Linked DNA regions of Mus musculus: region 1 is linked to region 2. Evidence: chromatin contacts called from public Hi-C data. All regions are on one chromosome and are shown on one strand. The core of a region is the stretch at or near the end of the contact, and the rest is flanking DNA. Distances in the headings are between cores, read along the strand shown.

Region 1 (6,050 bases), core at 2,987-5,486, 59 kb before region 2:
TAGAAATGAAAGAAATATACTTCAAAAAGAAAGACTACATATGTAAACGTATGCACAACATTACAGTGAATGGATTAAGAAATAAAAGCATTTCTTATAAAATTGGGACGGAGATAAGTGTCTTCCTTACTGTTCTGTTGCTCTGAAAAGATCCCGTGACCAAGACAACTCATAAAAAGGAGCATTTAATCAAGGGCTTGCTTACAGTTTCAGGGGTTTGGTTAGTCCATCATCATCATTGTTGGCTCTTCATGCCAACTTGGCACGAGAGCTTTCACAACCAGACTACTCATAAGCCCTGCACCCCGGAAGATCTCCGGCCTCCGGGATCCTAGACTACTCTGGCCACTGGCATCTCTTGAGGCTGGGCCTGACTCCTTGAGGCACAGGAACAGCCAGGCCCTGTCCCAGCAGCTCCATCAGTCAGGCCTGATCCTCCCAGAGGCCACTAACAGCTGTAATGACAGTTCCTAGCCCCAAAGAGGGTGAGTGGCCAGATCCCACCCTACAGGAAAAATCCCTCCAATCCCTGAGCTTGTTCCAAGATCGGGATGTGTAATCGCTCCAATCCCAGGCCACCCTGGAAAGCTCCACCCACCCACCACCAAACCCTATATAAATGTTGCCCTAGACTTGCTTCTCGCTTAAGCAGAGGCAGCCACCCTCCTGGGTATTTCCCTCCCAGATCTCTCGTGTGAGGTTTGTTGTGCGGTATGACTTTGTGGTATTCCTTGACTCCTGACTGCCAGGAGACCTTCATGTCCAAGCTGGAACACTTACAATCATGGCAGGGAACACAACAGCAAGCAGGTAGGCAGGGTGCTGGAAAAGTAGCTGACCGCTTTACACCTTGATCGACAGGTAGCAGCCAGAGAGAGACCCTGAGCCTGACATGGACTTTTTGAAATCTCAAAGCCCACGCCCAGCAACACCCCCTCCCAAAAGGACACTCCTCCTAGTTCTTCCAAACCCTTCATCAACTGGAAATCAAGCATGCAAATAATTAAGCCTGTGGGGCTCACTGTCATTGAAACCCCCATAACAAAAGTGCCTGCTGGCTTCATCTTTATGTAACAGGGTTAGGAGTCCTTGTTAGAACATTAAAACAAGAGAAAGAAATAAAGTAACAGGGATGAAATGGAAAACATTAAGTTAAGTTATCCCTATTTGTTGAACCCACATAAAAGCCGAAAGAGAGGACGCACTCCAGATTGTCCCCGCCCTCCACAAGTGCACCACAGCACAAGCACATACACACAACCACACACAAACACACTCACTCGCACACACTCACAATAATAAAGATTCACAGCCTATAGAATGGGAGAGAAAATCTGTGCACACATATATACCTAATATGATATTAATATCTGGAGTTTATAATGGAGTAAAAAATTAAACACCAACAAGCCCATCAATAAATGGTCTATTTGTTCGTTCTCAAAGGACTAAATACAAATGGCCAGTAAATAATTGAAACTGTGTTCAACATCCTTGGACATCAGGGAAATGCAAATTAAAACTGCTTTAAAGTCAGCTGTGGTGGTGCACACCTTTCAAAAACAAACAAAAGCAAGACCGCTCTGAGATGTCTGTTCATCTTCATCAGAACGTCTACCATTGAGAAAAAATGATTAAGACAAATGCTGGTGGGAATTCAGAGAAAAGAGGAACCCTTGTCTTGTCTGATGTCTTGTAAAATGGAGAAGAATATGTGTGTGTGTGTGTGTGTGTGTGTGTGTGTGTACATATGTAATATTTGTATGTAATATATATGTAATATAATGTCATATATATAATGACATTTATATATATCACATTTGATCAGCCTCACCAGTGGGTTCGTGCCTGAATGACCCTGAGTCATTCAGAATGCTTGCAGAATACTTGCAGACCCATGTTTATTGATGTGACAGTTACAATGCCTAAGACATACAGCCAGAATATGAGTGGATAGAGGAAATGTAGTTTATATACACATGAGATTTCATTACAGTTTACAAGGATGAAACTGTCACATTTGCAGGAACAAGGATTCAACTAGAGTAACATAAGCCAAATCAGGAAGACAATAGCATGTGTTTTCTCCGATAAACGGTTATAGATGTGTGTGCATGTGTGCACACATACATATGTCTGTGTGTGTGTGTGCATGTGGGGGGGTCTGTGTGTGTGCATGTCTCTGTATGTGCCTGTGTGTGTGTGCATGTGCACATGTGTATATGTGTATGTGTGTGTTTGTGTGTGCACATAATGCACACATGTATGTGTCTGGGTGTATATGTCTGTGTGTGTCTGTGCACATGCATGTGCACATATGTCTGTGTGTGTGTATCTGGGTTGTGTGTGTGCGCGTGAGTCTGTGTGTGTGTTTGTCTCTGTGTGTGCACATGTCTGTGTGCCATCTATGTGTGTGTCTGTGAACACACATGTGCATGTGTGCATGTATGTGTGTATCTCTGTGTGTGCATGTATGTGTCTATGTGTCTGTCAGTGTGTGTATGCATGTGTGTGTGCAACGAGAAAATAGATATGCAATTGTGAGAGGGAGGAGGTAGAAAGGAAGGATAGACAAGAGGGACAAGGAGATCTATGTGACAAGAATGCAAAGGGAGACTTTTGGGGACAAAGAAAATCAGCAAGAAGGACAAAGAAATGACAGAGAATGGAGGTCAGGATAAAAACCAGGCATGGCAATGTATATGTATGAAAGGCTCACAAAGACCCATTTGTAGACAAACTAACTTGGTTATTGGTTGGTTCTGGAACCAACCAAGCCACCAGGCTCTCCTGTGAGGGATTTTCCTGATTGGGTCATTTGTGGTGGGAAGACCCACATACAAGGACATGGAAAACAGAAGCTTTTGCCTTTTGCCTGCTTGCTCTCACTCATGCTGACAAGCTCATCTATCTCATGGCTGTGGCATCCCTTTTGGTAGTAGAACTGGCTTCTTTGGGATTCCAATGTAGACTGAAGACCAGCAACTCTCCAGGAATTCTCCAGGCCTTCAGCACCAGCTTGGGGCTGCTGAGACATCCAGCCTTCTGGACTGAGCGACTACAAATTCCAATGTGAGACAGCCACCAGATACAATTTAGTAAGCTCACCAACTATATATATGGCATATATATGATATATATATATATATGCATGTATATATATACACACATATATATCTTATAAATATATTTATATTTATGAAATAAATTTATAAAATAAATACATGTTATAGAAAATATATAACATATAGTAATAAATATATTTATATATCATATAAATATATTATATATTTACATATTGAAATAAAATGTGTATATAAAATAATAAATTTAAATATGATATATATTTAGTACTAAATTATATATATATATAATTTATAGATGTGTGTGCATGTGCATTATATATATATATATGTGTGTGTGTGTGTATATATATATATATATATATACATATAAAATCAGTGCTGCCCCTTCAAGAGAACTCTAATATACTATCCCCCCAAAATTAAGTTATATAAGGAAAATCAAACTGAGCTCACTGTGCATGGCCCCAAAAGAACACCTTTCCTGTTAGCTGCCTTGGACATTTGACTACACCCATGTCTTCCAAGATTCCCTCTTTGTCCCAAAGACACCTAGCTGACAGCATTAGAAATCTGTTCATTGACTATAGCCAGCAAGTGACCTGTGAATCCATTTTGTCATGTTTGTTTGGTGGCCTGGCATTATCTTCAACTCTTAGAGCACATTGTAAGCTGCATGATGCAGTAATATTGGGCATGATCCTAGTGAATTAAGATCCCAACCTAATCCAAATATGGGACGGGGAAGGTACTCAGTCAATAAAAGACTCTTGAAGACGTTAGCGTCCATATATGGAAATTGTGATTTTAATTATCATCATGTAGGTTGAAGAAACACTAATAGCTAATACAGAAATATCACCCCAATCTGAGCCATGGGCTTAAATTTTGTCTATACCCTTTATTTTAGGAAAACACGTGTCTGATTACAAGACATCTTCAGAAAGCAGGATAAGCCAGGAGAAGTATAGGCTGGATGTAGACAATAAATCCTGGGCCACCGCCGCATTCGAGGGGTGGAGCTAGCACAAGACATTTTTCTTCCCGGAAAAGCAAAGTTAACGGATGCCACAGAGCCCCGAGGGCAGCAAGATTGACAGCATCTACAGCTTGAAGAGGAGCAGAAGCCTTCGCGGCGTTGCGTTATGATGCGTCTCTATTGATCTGGTGAGCGTCCTTCTCTGTCTCCAGCAATCAGGGGATGAGAAGCAGCGGGGAGATCGTCGTGCTTACCGTTCTGATGTAGTTCTCAAAGTCGCTTCCGAAGAAGAAGATGAGGTAATGGTTGAGTATCCCGGCGAAGGACATGAGGAACAGGAACAGGATGATCCGCTTGCCGAAGATGTAGCCAGGGGTGCTGCGAGAGAAGGGAGGGGGCCGTAGATGCATCACAAACGACACCCAGTTCACCCAGTGACGCCGCCACTTCCAGACACGGGGCGTTAAATTATTCCGCGTTTACTCGCTCTATTTACCCACTTACTTCATAGCAAGGATGGGCACGACCCTCCTGTAATTAAGCACTGCGCATGCTTCAAAGCCAGGTGAAGGAGCCCGCCTTCCAGCCTGCCATCCTTTGGGCTCAGTGGCTCTGGCTTCCCTGAGTTCTCTTTTTGTCCTTAACTCCAGGTGACAGAAGGCTGGCAAGGCCTAACTGCGCTCAGAGAGTCGGACTGAGGCTCGGGAGCACCGTGGACTCATTAAGCCCTCTACAGGGTGTTCCCTGTCAGGAGCGCCTCTAAGGCTCTCACTGGAGGCTGGGGTGTAATGAACATTGTGCTCAGGAGATGGTTTAAATACACCGGTGAAGGTGCTTCCGCCCTCGAGGGTTCAACCTTTCCCTCCTGAGGTTGCCTGGGAAGAAGTCAGGTTGGCCCTAATGAGAGACAAGTACCCAGCGATGGAAACACATCCCAGAGGAGTGAAAGAAGTTTTAATCTCCCTTTCTCATCCCCTCCCCTCCCCTTCCGTCCCCTCTCCTCCTCTCCCCTTCCCTTCCCTCCTCTCCCCTCCTTTCTCTCCCCTCCCCTTTCCATCCTAAATATTTTACACAGAGCATCATCATTTGGAGATAGGAGGAGATTCCTCATGAGAAGTGACTGTCTAATGGCGTGCCAAGGCTACCCATGTCCTCTGTCCCTCTGCAAGACCCTTGGCTGCTGGGCCTGGGCCCATCTGAGTGGCGCTGACATGTCTGGAATAGCCAGTGAAACGGTTTGTCAAGATAAGATTTCAGTAATGAACCAGCAATGGCATGGGGCAATCAGCCCTGATTTGGAGCTTAGAGCAAAACCAGCGGGACAGGTGAGCTCCAGCTGACACAGGCTGTTTCAAACTGTCACAGAGGGCACCAAAGCCAGCGTCCTGCAGTCCCACATTGCCTTACCAGAAATTTTAACTAGTTGAAAGGAACCCCAGAGGCTCTCAACTCTCATAGCAAGCAAGTATTTGCTCAGCTGTTGGGTACCAACCTCCTCGCTACTCTGTCATCCGCAGACTAAGAGCATCAGCGTGTGGTGGGAGCCTAGCAGAAGCCCAATCCCCCAGTCCTTCTCAAAGCAGGATGAAGCCCGCTGCATTCAACAAGCTCCCTGTGTGACACACGGACAATGGAAGCCGAGAAGCCCCACTCTTGCTAGCTGGCTAACAACTTGGGTAGAAAATGTCACTAAAGTCCCATATGTTGAAGGGTGTCCAGTTGGTGGCACTATTAACAAATAATTGGGATCACGAGGGCACCGGCCTCATCAGTTCATAGCTGAACGGGCTTTTAGGAAGTGGGGTACAATCAGAGGGTGTAGGTCACTAGGTCTCTTTCTCTTAAAATTCTGTAATGCTGTCTGGTGATGTGTGTGTGCACATGCCACAGTGACTATGCTGTCCAGACAATTTTGACTCTTCCCAACACGTGAACTGCAAGGATAGAATCAGGGAGTCGGGAGTTAGGGGCAACGGTGGGGGTGTGGG
Region 2 (6,109 bases), core at 2,746-5,245:
TCTCCAGGCTTCTGTAGAACCAGTGCCTGAGAAATGGGCCTCTCTTATTGCTTGTCCCTGCTGCCAGGAGTCAAAGCTCTGAGCTTTGCTGCTCTGCCGTTGAGCTGCATCCTCTGCACTGAGCTGCAACCATCTCCTCAGCTAACACTGACCTCTTAGAGCTATGCTCAGAAGAGCTAGCTCCACAGTCAAGAGCACTAGTTGTTCTTGCAGAGAGGACCTGAGTTCGATTCCCAGCACGGTGACTCCTAATGGCCTGATAGCCTCCATGGGGACCAACTATTCACACGGTGCACAGACACAAATGCAGGCAAAATATCCATAAACATAAAATAAAAGTAAATAAATATTAAAAAAAAAGCAGACAACTGTGCCTCAGTGACCCAGGGGTACACAGTGGTCCGATACCCTGGCCCCAGCCACCGTCTCCCTCAATCTTCTGCTTCTCAAGGCCTCATTTTGAAATCACCAGCAGTCTGAACTCCAGCCATCTCTCCAGCCCGCAGTGGGTTAGTTTCATTTAAAAAAAAATGATGTCAGTTGATTATACAAGTAAAACGGTCTCACCGTAGGACTGCCTGTTTATTAAGAGAGTAAATCAGCAGAAAGAAAGCACGGCCCCAAAGCAATTAAAAGAAACACAATTGCCTTTCTTTTTTTTTTTCAAATGGAAGATACACTTTTGTATGTCTTAAATTAAGAAAAATCAATAAAAATGATAAAATGCCATGCCAGAGTGACTCTAGGAGAAGCCGTCTGCTTACACAGCATGGTGGGGGGAAGCTGCAGTCACTACAGAGAGAGAGAGACCTTTGTGAGAGCGAGACAGAGAGGCTGTCCTGTCCTTAGTCCACAACACCCGCCATCCACCGAGAGCTTCTGTCTTCCCGTTAAAATTCTGTAAGATATGTCTGTCCTTTGTGCCTTTATCTCATTACCTACCAGGTACAGGATGAGACCAACGGCAAACCGACCACTGATCTGTATCTTACATGAAAACATCCTGCTCCTTACACTGCCAGGGAGATGTGGTGTACATTGCCCCCGAGACAACAGATCTCAGACCACTCCATCCACCTGCTCGCACTCTCTCTGCTGCTGCTAGCCCGAGTTGGAATCTCCCACATCCAATGCTGTGTGCTTTGCATCAGCCCTCTTCGCTCCCAATTAAAACCCCTACTGGAGTCTTGGTTCTTATTCCTATAATCATGGTCGACGGTCCTTTTGTTGGATATGGCTGTCTTTCTGGAGCACCACCCATGGACACACAATAAGACAGTTTCTGGGATGTGGGTGTTGCACTTGGCATCCAGGTGTCTTGCCAGCCAGTTCCCCTCTCCACACCCACTCTGCTGCTTCTTCTCCCTTGGCTCACCCAGCCTCCCTTCACAGTGTGCGTGCAGCTCACCATCATTGTCCTGCCTCACCTCCCTCTGCACATGAGGATCCTTGCCCTACCTGCATTGGTTACTTTTCTTATTACCGTGACTAATTACCTGACAGACAGAAGCATCTGTGGAGAGACTAGCTCATGTATTGTATGGATGCATCACCTGTCAATTAAAAAGCCAGTAACCTATGGCAGGTCTTGCGCGCTCCAGACTGGCCAGCAGTAACGCTGCAACAGGATCCTTCTGCACACGTTTATTGGGAGAGCTTGATTGCAGAGGCGAAGAGACCCCGAGCCCAGAACTGGTGCTGCTTATATAGGCCTAGGAGAGGCGTGTCTCACACCCGGATTGGTTATGCACTAAGCCTCATTTGCATGTTCCTCATCTGATTGGCTACTCTCTCTCTCTCTGTACCTCACAGAGCCTCATTATCATACCTCATTTGCATGTCTCACATCTGATTGGTTATACTCTCAAAGCCTTATTATCATGCCCCGGCCAGGCAGTGTCTTTGCAAAAAACTTTACTGCATATGTTCACATTGGTTGTTGGTCCAAACTTATGCGTGGTGGCCAGCAGTAGTCAGTGCCACTCTGCAACGGCACATGCGGCTTCCCACAGGCAGGAAATTTAGGAGGTGTTACATCCGGGAGGCACACTAAAGAGTTGCCTGGGAAGATGTGATGAGATAGACACATGGTACCTGAGCATAGGTAACCAGCCACATGGCAGAATGTAGGTTAAAATAATTGGGTTATTTTAGTTATGATTCTAGTAGAGCACATAGAAGAAAAATAAGAGAATTCTACAATTCAAAAGAAGGGTCCGGAAAAGAGGCGTTACTAGTAGAAGGGTAATGTAAAACACTTCCATTAGGATGGTTGTCAGTTTTAAAAACGTGAAGATACTGGAAACTTGTGAGAATATACAATCAGGCAGACACAGATCTTCAACTTCTGGATTCAACAAAATTAAGAGACTCAAATAGATGTCAGTACAGCCTTCTTCCTAGAAGTCAGCCACGGAGAGCTGAAGGACCAACAAAGTGTAGCACAGATATGTAGCTAACTAGTACTCAGCATAGAAGAGCCGGAAATCAGGGTTAGCGCTACTGTACGGATACGGATACGTCATCAGGACATCACTGAGACCAGCCAGTCACAAATGGGCAAAGACTGGGTAATTCCACCTAGGGGAGTTACTTAAGAATAATTAAATTAGTAAAGATAGAAGAGAGAATGAGGCTTATTAGAAAAAGAAAGGGGAGGTGGGAGTTGTTTAATAGATGGGAGTATTGGTAACATATAAGTGCACTTAATTCCGTTTGAACCGTAAGCTTTAAAGGGGTTAAAATGGAGCTGGAGCGATGGATAGGTGGTTGAGAGCTCCTCTCTTGCACAGGACCCGCGCTCAGTTCCCAGCACCCGCCTTGAGAGCCTCACAATCGCCTCCAACGCAGGCTCCAGGAGAATGCGACGCCCCGTTTGACCCCGAGGGCGCTGAACTCAGGATACACGCCAACACCCAGATACATGATTAAAATAAGTCTTTGAAATATGGCTCAATTTATACCAAGAGAGTAGCAATAGCTAAGTAGGAAGAGCCAAAGAGAGGAGGAGCAAGAGAAAGGGGGGAGGGCGGGAACGGGGACAGTATTTGGGATGTAAATATATGAAATAATTAATTTTTTTTAAAAGGAGGAAGGGTATGGAAGCTTGAAGAGCGGGACCTGAGGTCTGTGAAGTTGCCCCCTCCTCCCCTCCCGGTCTTTGGGGTGATGGGGGAAGGAGAGGTCTGACAGGGGCTCTGGCAGGTTTATCAAAGAATTATCCTTTCTCCCCCTCCCTTCTCTCTTCCTCCTTCCCTTCCCTTCTGCCCCTCCCTCTCTCTCCCTCCCCCTCCCCCTCTCTCCCTCCCCCTCCCCCTCCTCTGAGTGGGCACAATGCTACCTACCCCAACCCTCCCAAGGCAACCCCAAGTCAGTGAGTTAAATTCAGAAGTCAGGGGAAGGCCTAGACGTCACTGGCTATTTTAAAAGAGCGTTTTAATCGCCATAAATCCGATTCTGCAGTCCCCCTAAGCCATGAGTGCTCGAAGGAGGCTCCAGTCCGCTAAAGGGGTGTGAATTTATTCCCAGGAGGTGACGGGGGAGGGGCGGCGCGGTAGGTTTTTAAACGTATAAAGTATAAAATTCCCATGGCCCACACAGAGATCCACAGTTTATCAACCTCGATAAGCGGGAGGCGACGAGAACACTCAAAGGGGAGGGGCGGTAACAACCTTGAACAAGGGCAGGGCGCCCTGGCTCGGAGCCCACGCAGATTCCCGGAGCCTCACCCGGCGCCGCCCTGCTCTGCGGAGGATTTGCTGGGCTCGGCGGCTCCGCCCCTCCCCGCCCTCGCGCAGTCTCAGCCCGCAGGGCTCAGCAGGGCCTGGCGCCTCCCGGGAGTCCGAGGCGGCGACGCCCATGCTGGCCGCGGCAATGTGTACAAAGCGCACGGCCGCTCAGGCAGCTGTGTCTCTGTGGCGCAATCGGTTAGCGCGTTCGGCTGTTAACCGAAAGGTTGGTGGTTCGAGCCCACCCAGGGACGGCAGCGTTCCTTTTAGCAAAAAACATTTTTAGAAATGTTTTCTGCCATCCTGGGACGCCCAATCTGTTTGATAGCTTTCTAGGGCTCAAGCTACAAGCGGGCCTGCTGCTTCCACTAATTTTCAAGAGGGTACATGTAAGTCTGCTTTTTGAGTTTGGTCCAATTCTGCTCAGGAACAGCTAGGTGTTTTTTGCACTGGAAACCGGCAACCGGGACCACCCAGAAACAGCACCATTTGTGTGGCTCAGAAAAAAAAAATAATAATAACAAAAAATAAAAAATAAAAACAACAGCAACAACAACAAAAAAAAAAAAAACAAAAAACGACCCGCGGACCCTACTAATACAGTCTACTTCCAAATGGATGAGCAACAGATAACATTGTGGGCAGAGAGTTTGGGGACAGCAGGCCACGCTGACTTTAGCTAAGTGGCTCCCAGACTTGGGCAATGGGTTTGAATCTAACTACATTATATTTAATCTTAGACTGCTGTCAATTTCCCCCATCACATTTAACTTTATCAGAAATTGTATAAGTTCGTGTTTAAAAGTTTTAAAAGAGAGCCAGGAGTGGCGGTGATGCCTTTAATCCCAGAACCCAGAAGGCAGTAAGGCAAATAAATCATGGTGAATTCCAGGACAGCCAGGGGTACATAGAGAATTCTTGTCACAGAGGACGTTTTATGTTTTTTTCACAAAAGACTTTCCATAAAGACAGGAAGTTGTGACGTGAGGGTTTTGTGTCTGGGATCTACACCCACTCCTATAGAATACAGAGAACGGGAGTCTACAGAGTGGTTCACAACCTGTGGGTCACGACCCCACTAGGATCGTATATTAGGAATTCTGCATTAAAGATATTAATAATGATTCATAACAGGAGCAAAATGACAACTATGAATGAAATAATTTCATGGTTGGTGGTCCCCATGAAGAACTGTATTAAAGGGTCACAGCATTAGGAAGAGTGAGACCCACTGTCCTATGTTGACGTAAACACTCCCGAGCTACACTGCAAGAGCTCTCACTGCTAGCCACATCTGGCTTCTGAGTACTTGAAATGTGACTAGGACAACTGAGGGATGAGTGTCAGAGTAACGCCAGGCCCTTGATTAACATGGGGTGGAGACGGTACTGTGCGTGCATCTAGCCCCGAGCTCTATCCTAGCACTAAACAGAAACAGCAGGAACAGGGCCTTACTGGCCTAGAACTCATGGCCCGGCTGCCTCAGCCTTCTGAGTGCTGGGATTATAGGTGTGCGCTGCCGTGACCAAGAAAGACTGGATGTCAGTGAATTTAGTCAAATGCAGTTTTAGTTTTTAAATATAATGTCTAATTTTATTGCATTTTTATTGACACATATGTATGTACATGCAACCACATGCATGTGGAGGTCAGAGAAAACTTTTGGAAACTGGTTCTCTTCTGCACCCTTAGGGGTCCCAGACACTGAACTCAGGTCTGTAGGCTCTGCAGGGAGCACCTTCACCTACTGAGCCATCTCACTGGGTTAAATTTAAGCAAATTTAAGTAAATGTGAGCAAGTAAATTACAAACAATTCAGGATTAGAGGATGAAGTTCAAGACTGCTATGGGTAGGGTGTTTGTGTTCCCCCGAGTTCCTGTGTTGAATTCCTCCCCGTTGATAGTACTGGGCCCTCATGAGGGGGTATGGCCCGCACAAGAGGCCAAGGGAACTGGTTTGTCCTTTCTACCATGGGGTACAGTAGCATCAGAAGCAGATGAGACCTCACAGGGCACCAAATCTGCTGGTGTTTTTGTTTGTTTGTTTTTGTTTTTCTGACACAGGCTTTCTCTGTGTAGCCCTGGAGTCTGGGAACTCGACAGGCTACCCTGGAACTTGAATGCTTCTACTAAATACCTGCTGACTTAAAAAGCCCAAAGGAGGCTGGGACACTAGGCAGAGTAAGAGAGAATTCCCTAGAATGTTGTTAGGCGCATGCCTCTCTGAAGTCTCCATAATGCAAGGCATGAAGATTCCACACTGCTTATTGGTACATACCTCACAGGAGAAGCAAAGAAAGAGTGGTGGGCCACATGATCATGTCTACACTGTAGGGAGTTGGGTTTGTTTGTTCGTTTGTTTTGAGACAGGGTTTCTCTGT

The links. A called contact is a pair of places that touch in the nucleus more often than the background predicts.
Region 1: a contact with region 2 is called in a Hi-C map of uterus, with 2.6 times the contacts expected there. The contact joins the enhancer-like site here to the promoter of 2310047D07Rik in region 2. A contact is called at or near these places in 1 of 15 datasets of contacts at CTCF or cohesin (pro-B cells), 29 of 484 Hi-C or Micro-C datasets (the C2C12 cell line, CD4 T cells, CD4 single positive thymocytes and 20 more), 5 of 115 datasets of contacts at active chromatin or transcription factors (the HPC-7 cell line, the SCID.adh cell line, bone marrow-derived dendritic cells and 2 more) and 4 of 9 other capture datasets (adipose tissue, bone marrow-derived macrophages, liver and 1 more).

What each region holds. Positions count from the first base shown.
Region 1 is chr5:149,285,962-149,292,011 of GRCm38.p6, reverse strand. It overlaps Alox5ap (arachidonate 5-lipoxygenase activating protein), which reads right to left. Exons shown (of 5, transcript NM_009663.2): 5 at 3,859-4,440. The coding sequence ends at 4,278. Among named protein-coding and RNA genes, the nearest start is that of Alox5ap, 24 kb to the right of the region's middle. Within about 2 kb of position 4,236, at least 40 of the 459 cell types and tissues checked have an H3K27ac peak or open chromatin away from gene starts, as enhancers often do. A contact at or near this core is called in cerebral cortex, pancreatic islet, rod photoreceptor and 1 more, where this site is marked.
Region 2 is chr5:149,226,874-149,232,982 of GRCm38.p6, reverse strand. It overlaps 2310047D07Rik (a long non-coding RNA gene), which reads right to left and starts at 3,995. Exons shown (of 2, transcript XR_003956021.1): 1 at 3,672-3,995. n-TNgtt14 (a tRNA gene) reads left to right here and starts at 3,909; the gene lies at 3,909-3,982.